2 separate regions of the Mus musculus genome follow, and region 1 is linked to region 2. A link is a contact called in public promoter capture Hi-C data. All regions are on one chromosome and are shown on one strand. Each heading gives the region's core, a stretch centred on a gene start, on an enhancer-like site or on the middle of the called end of the contact. The rest is flanking DNA. Distances are from core to core; before and after follow the strand shown. Region 1 has its middle 20 kb from the start of Sdr39u1. Region 2 holds the start of Mdp1 (magnesium-dependent phosphatase 1).

Region 1 (2,700 bases), core at 179-2,678, 260 kb after region 2:
ACACATTTTTGTCATAATGGGCGATAAACAAGGACTTCTGCTGCCATCTAGTGGACAGATGCACACATGCTGTATAGACAGGATGTCTTTTGTGGCAGGAATTTATTAGTCCCTACCGTGCGAGGCAGAGAGCTGGCTTCGTGCTGTTTTGTGTGTGGAGAAGAAATCTGCCTGACCTGCCACTTCCTAAAAAGTGATGCAGGTATCTTCTTAGTGCATCGTCAGGGAGTTCTGCTTTGTTATTCACCAGCTCACGATCAGGAATTGGTTTTTGAGTCCACAAATGGGAGTCAGATTTAATTCATGGCATAGTTGTCCTTTCCCCTCCCCTGAACATCCGAGTGCTTATATGCCAGTGGGTCCCTTTCTGGACTCCATCTCGATTTTTTTTATTGCTTTAGATGATGCCTTTACAATACCACATTATTTAACCACAATACAAATAGTTAGATTCCTGGGCCTATTTTAGATTGGTCGTTCCCTCCTAACCCCCACCCCAGAAACAATCCCTGAGACAAAGATCTGAATACAAGTATTTTATCAGTGATGTGATTCCTAGAACTATTCCTGGAGCAGGGAAGAAATGAAACAGAAGGAAAGAAGAAAGAAAGCACAGTGCATGTTGGTGAGAAATTAACCTCTGCGGGCAACTGAGGGGTTACATTGGTTACCTGGGGACTGTGGGAGAAAGTGATGAAACTGGGCTCTTCATGCGCTAGTCTTCAACCATTATGATGAAGCTACTTCAGGGACATTTACTTTCCAATGTTGGTTGTCTGCTCTGGTCTGCTGTGTGCTGGTTGAGAATATTCCTGTAACCGAATAAAGGTGGAAAGGAGGGAGAAAGGGAGGGAAGTTAAGGGGAGAGAGGGAGAGAGAAAGAAGCAGAGAGACAGAAACAGTGACACATACACACAGACACACACAGACAGACACACACAGACACAGCACACACACACAGACACACACAGACACAGCACACACACAGACACACACACACACACACACACACACACACACACACACACACACAGAACAAAGGGAACAAGAAGGTCTTCTCAAGATGTCTGCTCTGGTGAGTATCGTTGGCAACCCTGGTAGGACAGCACTGGCCCCAGCTGCCCTCCTCCTGTGCAGGGGTCTGCCCCACTGATGCCCCATACCAAGTTCCTTTCAGTTGCCTTTTCACTTTTTAATGAAAAGCTTTTGAACGGATAAAGAAAACAAGGTGCATATGCGCAATGGAATTTACTTGGTGGTAATGAAAAATAAAGTACAAATTTTGTGGGAAAATTAGATGGGATTGGAAAACATTATGTTAAGTGAGGTGACCCAGCTATGGCAAGCTAATGGTTCATGTCTTGCATATGCAGATCCCGGCTTTGGGTTTTTATGTGTGTGCATTAACGTGGGAGCGAGTGTGTACATAGACCAGGGAACTAGAGCAGGGTCCATGAGAGGGGAGGGGTTTCCTGGTAGTAGGAAGGGAGTCGAAGATGTATGATATGAAAGAAGGAGGTGGAATGCTGGGGATGGGATTGTTTAGGTGGGGGCGGGGCAGACAGAGGAGGAAAGGATGGGGATGCTGCAGGGTGATGGCTGGGCCTGCTGGTAATGACTACATCTGGAGTTAACTAAAATCCGAGGTTGGGGCCGCCAGTGAGGGATTTTTTTTTTTCCCTAAAATCATTTGAAATGTGAAGACCCACTTTTAATCTAGATCTTCTGAGTTGGGGAAATCCACCTTTAATCTGGGCCACACCTTCGAGTGGCAGCCATAAAGGATGTGGGAGAAGGAAGATTCTGCTCTTTGCCTGCTAGCCCTCAGTCTCACTGGCAAGCCCATTTCTTCAGTGGCATCAGAGCCCACGTCTTTGAGATTCTAGTGTGTGCCCCAAACCAGCAGAGACATTCAGTCCTGCGTATTCACCAAGAACTGAGTTCTTGGACCTTACGTTGGTAGACAGCTCTTGTTGGACCACAGTCTGTAAGCCACTCTAATAAATCATACATCTATGTCTACACACACACACACACACACACACACACACACAAACACACACAAACACACACAAACACAAAAACACACTTATTTTATAAGTTCTGTTCTCTTCAGAACCCCAATAATACGTTTGGCTCAAACTAAGAGTACATGAAAAGCTGACACTTAGCAAGCTAATGAAAAGATAAAATTAGTAGCAGAGAGATGGCTCAGGGGTTAAGCACACTGGCCACTCTTGAAGAATTCCCTTTCCAGCACCAGTGTCAGGCAGCTCACAGCAACTTGTAACTCCAGCTCCTGGGGATCTCACCCTCTTCTGGACTCTGAAGGCACCCACCCACATGTACACACATCCCATCCGCCGACGTGAAACTAGATTGGAGATGCCACGCATAGGCGGGTAATGCTGTCCCCAGAAGCTACGGGTTCTGAGATGAAAACCACAGTGTCAGGGGCAGGCTACCTTCTAGGCCCCCCAAAACAATAAGACGATTGGCAGGGCTGTTGGCTGCCCAGCAGAGCTAGACGGTACGATTGTGGCTGCTGCTGGGAAGACTGAGGAGATGGGCAGGACTGAGAAGGGGACAGACTGTCTTCCCCAGGGAAGAGCACACCAGTTGGTTATCTATACCAAGTGGTCAGCTCTGAAAATACAGACAAGTAACATTATAGAGAGCAGGATGCATTTGTATATGTAT
Region 2 (2,700 bases), core at 192-2,691:
TGTCTCTAATCCTTGAGTTAACGTTTGAAGACTCATCCCATCCCGGATGTGAATGCAGGTAACGCCTGGAACAAAGAGCAGTCACATTTTACCACACTTTCAAGGCTCTGCCGTATACTACCCACCCTACACTTACTTTATCTTCTTTTAAGAACTCCCCCCCCCTCACCCCCCAGCAGTGACTCAGTACCAAGTCTGCCAACGTCTATGATATTCCGATTCTCATCATCAAAGAAGACCATCTGAGAGAAAGGAACTCCGGTCTTGTGGTGCAACCTGTGAAGAACAAGGCAGGGGTAACCACTTGTCAAGCTGACTTCTTTTGTAGTCCACTTGCTCCCACACCAGCTGTCTGCCTACCTCTCAAAGTGTGTGACTTTGCTGCCTGGGTAGATTTCCCGCTGAATAAAGTATTTGCCAAGGTCAAAGAGCTCCAGGAGTTGGTTGGCCCCTTGTATCTCACTTGTCCTTAAAAAAAAAAAAAAAAAAAAAAAGGCATTAAATACATGCATTAGGGGAGTGCCAGAGATGCAGGCAAAGTTAGGTATAAGGGGATAAAGGGACAACTTTGCCCTGTTATTCAGTTCCAGAGATTCCGACATAGCTAGCGCTGAACTAATCTTTAGTAATTTAGAAGTACAGAAAGCTAATGATAGAAAAGCAACGAAGGCCGGGCAGTGGATAGCGCATGTCTTTAACCCTAGTAGTTGGGAGGCAGAGGCATGTGGATCTCTGTGAGTTGGAGGCAAGCCTGGTCTACAGATCAAGTTCCAGGACAGCCTGGGCTACACAGAGAAACCTTGTCTCGAAAACAACAGCAACAAAAACAAACGAACAAACAGAAAAGAAAAAAAAAGAAAGAAAGAAAAGCAACGAAAATATTTTTACATTTGCACTTCCTAGTTTTCGGTACTCAGGGAGTTAAGTGCAATTTCTTTATGCATCTACTTGAGTCTGCAGCACAGTTACTTATCTCACCGAGAAGCAGCGGCGACAGGCACGCCAAGGCTCTGCAGTCTTCCCAAGACCTCGGGCACCTCCGGGTACAATTGGATGTTCTGGCCCCGCCTGTCTCGTACAGTTCCATCGCTGGAGAATATGACAGAACGCTCAGTTCCCGCAATGTCTTTTCTGGTCCCATACCTCTTATAGTCTCACCTGCTCTTGTGGAATGGGGGGTCTACGTGTGTATCTACCCAGAAAGGCCAGAGCGTGTAATCTGCAAGAGGAAGGAGGAAGAAGGTTCAAGCTGGAGGAGTGCAGACACTTAGCTACCGCGGGGAGCGGAAAAGGGAAGCGCCTTATAAAATCCCCCTGCCGTTCCTTACCCAGATCAAAAACCGCAAGCTTTGGCAGCCGCGTCATGATCCACCCGCAAATCCAAACTTGGCGCTGAGTGTGTCCCAATTCTATGGCGGCCAAGTAGGCGGCGGGCGAGCCACAGAGAACCGGCAAAGCCCGGGTGACTAGAGCGTCGCTCGGCCTCCTCCGACAGCGCAAGAGCGCCTTCGGAGGCTCTGCGGGGAGAATAGCTGCAACCGGCGACCACACCTCCCTCCAAGGCGCGGGCCACAAAGTATTCCTTACACCACCCAACTCACTTCTCACTAGAGAAGCCACAGCTTTCTTTGTGCACTTCTGTCTTGAAATTGAGACCTCATCTCATGAGTTTATTACTCTGCACTCATCTTGTCTTCATGTCAGAATCTTGACAGTATAAAAAACTAGTCTTCAGCAACAGTATAAGCAGAAAGAATGTAGTGTCTGCACCCCAAAGTGATTTAACCACAGCTACACAGGAGGCCTAGGCAGGGGGTTGAGATCAGCATGGGCAATGAATGAAAATCTAGTCTTATAAAGGGGTGGGTCCGTAAGGTTTTTGAGACTTTCTTCAAGCCACTGTGAAGGGCTAGGAGGGCTGCCCTGGGAAAGGATTTCTTTTGGTTTCTACCGTCCTCAGCAACAGTATTTTAACAGATGTGAGTTTGTACAAATGGATTTGTAGTGCTTGCCAATTTCTGAAACTATTCTTGCTGCAGACGCCCGCGCCCCCTCTCCCCGCCCCCCTTCTTCCTTTCTCAAGGTAGGATCTCACTATGAAGGCAAGGGTAACCTTTAATTCACTAGGTATGCAACTTAGGCTGCTCTGGAATTCTTGATTCTCATGCTTTAGCCTCCCAAGTGCTGGAATTACATTCGTGAACCACCACAGCTAGCTACCATGTCCGATTTCAAATTACCAAGGGAGTCATTTAACATGGAGTCAGGAAGTGTGACAACACTTGGCACTTGTGAGCTTAGAACTGACCGAAGCCCACATTGGAGTAGGCTTTCCTAGTCTAGTGATCCTTCTACGGGACGAGGACCAAACACTACCTGAGCTTGCTTCACAGGTGGAGTGCAAAAGCGGGCTAAACTGGTATTTAGAACTTTGAAGAAATAATTCCCCTGGGCTCAGTGTGCAGGGGACACAACCCATCCAGAATCATTTGGGATAATGGAATAAAATGTTTTTCAGTTGAAAAGCCAAGCCAGGTGGGTCATGCCTGTAATCCCACCTACTAGGTAGGCAAAGGAGAGAGGATTAAAAATTCAAGGGTGTGGTGGCCTTCTCCTTTAATTCCAATGCTCAGGAGGCAGAGGCAGACAGATCTCTGAGTTTAAGGCCAGCGTGGTATACATACTAAGTTCCAGGACAGC

What was found. Promoter capture Hi-C pulls out the DNA fragments that hold promoters and counts their contacts.
Region 1: a promoter capture Hi-C map of embryonic stem cells shows a contact between it and region 2, with 2.3 times the contacts expected there. The contact joins the enhancer-like site here to the promoter of Mdp1 in region 2. A contact is called at or near these places in 6 of 39 promoter capture datasets (the HPC-7 cell line, cranial neural crest, embryonic stem cells and 2 more), 7 of 484 Hi-C or Micro-C datasets (the G1E-ER4 cell line, adipose-derived mesenchymal stem cells, embryonic stem cells and 2 more), 2 of 115 datasets of contacts at active chromatin or transcription factors (craniofacial prominence and embryonic basal ganglia) and 2 of 9 other capture datasets (adipose tissue and pancreatic islet).

The regions. Positions count from the first base shown.
Region 1 is chr14:55,918,818-55,921,517 of GRCm38.p6, forward strand. No RefSeq gene overlaps it. Among named protein-coding and RNA genes, the nearest start is that of Sdr39u1, 20 kb to the left of the region's middle. Within about 2 kb of position 1,429, at least 5 of the 459 cell types and tissues checked have an H3K27ac peak or open chromatin away from gene starts, as enhancers often do. A contact at or near this core is called in the G1E-ER4 cell line, where this site is marked.
Region 2 is chr14:55,659,010-55,661,709 of GRCm38.p6, forward strand. It overlaps Mdp1 (magnesium-dependent phosphatase 1), which reads right to left and starts at 1,442. Exons shown (of 6, transcript NM_023397.5): 1 at 1,329-1,442; 2 at 1,159-1,219; 3 at 979-1,089; 4 at 361-468; 5 at 191-276; 6 at 1-65. The coding sequence starts at 1,365.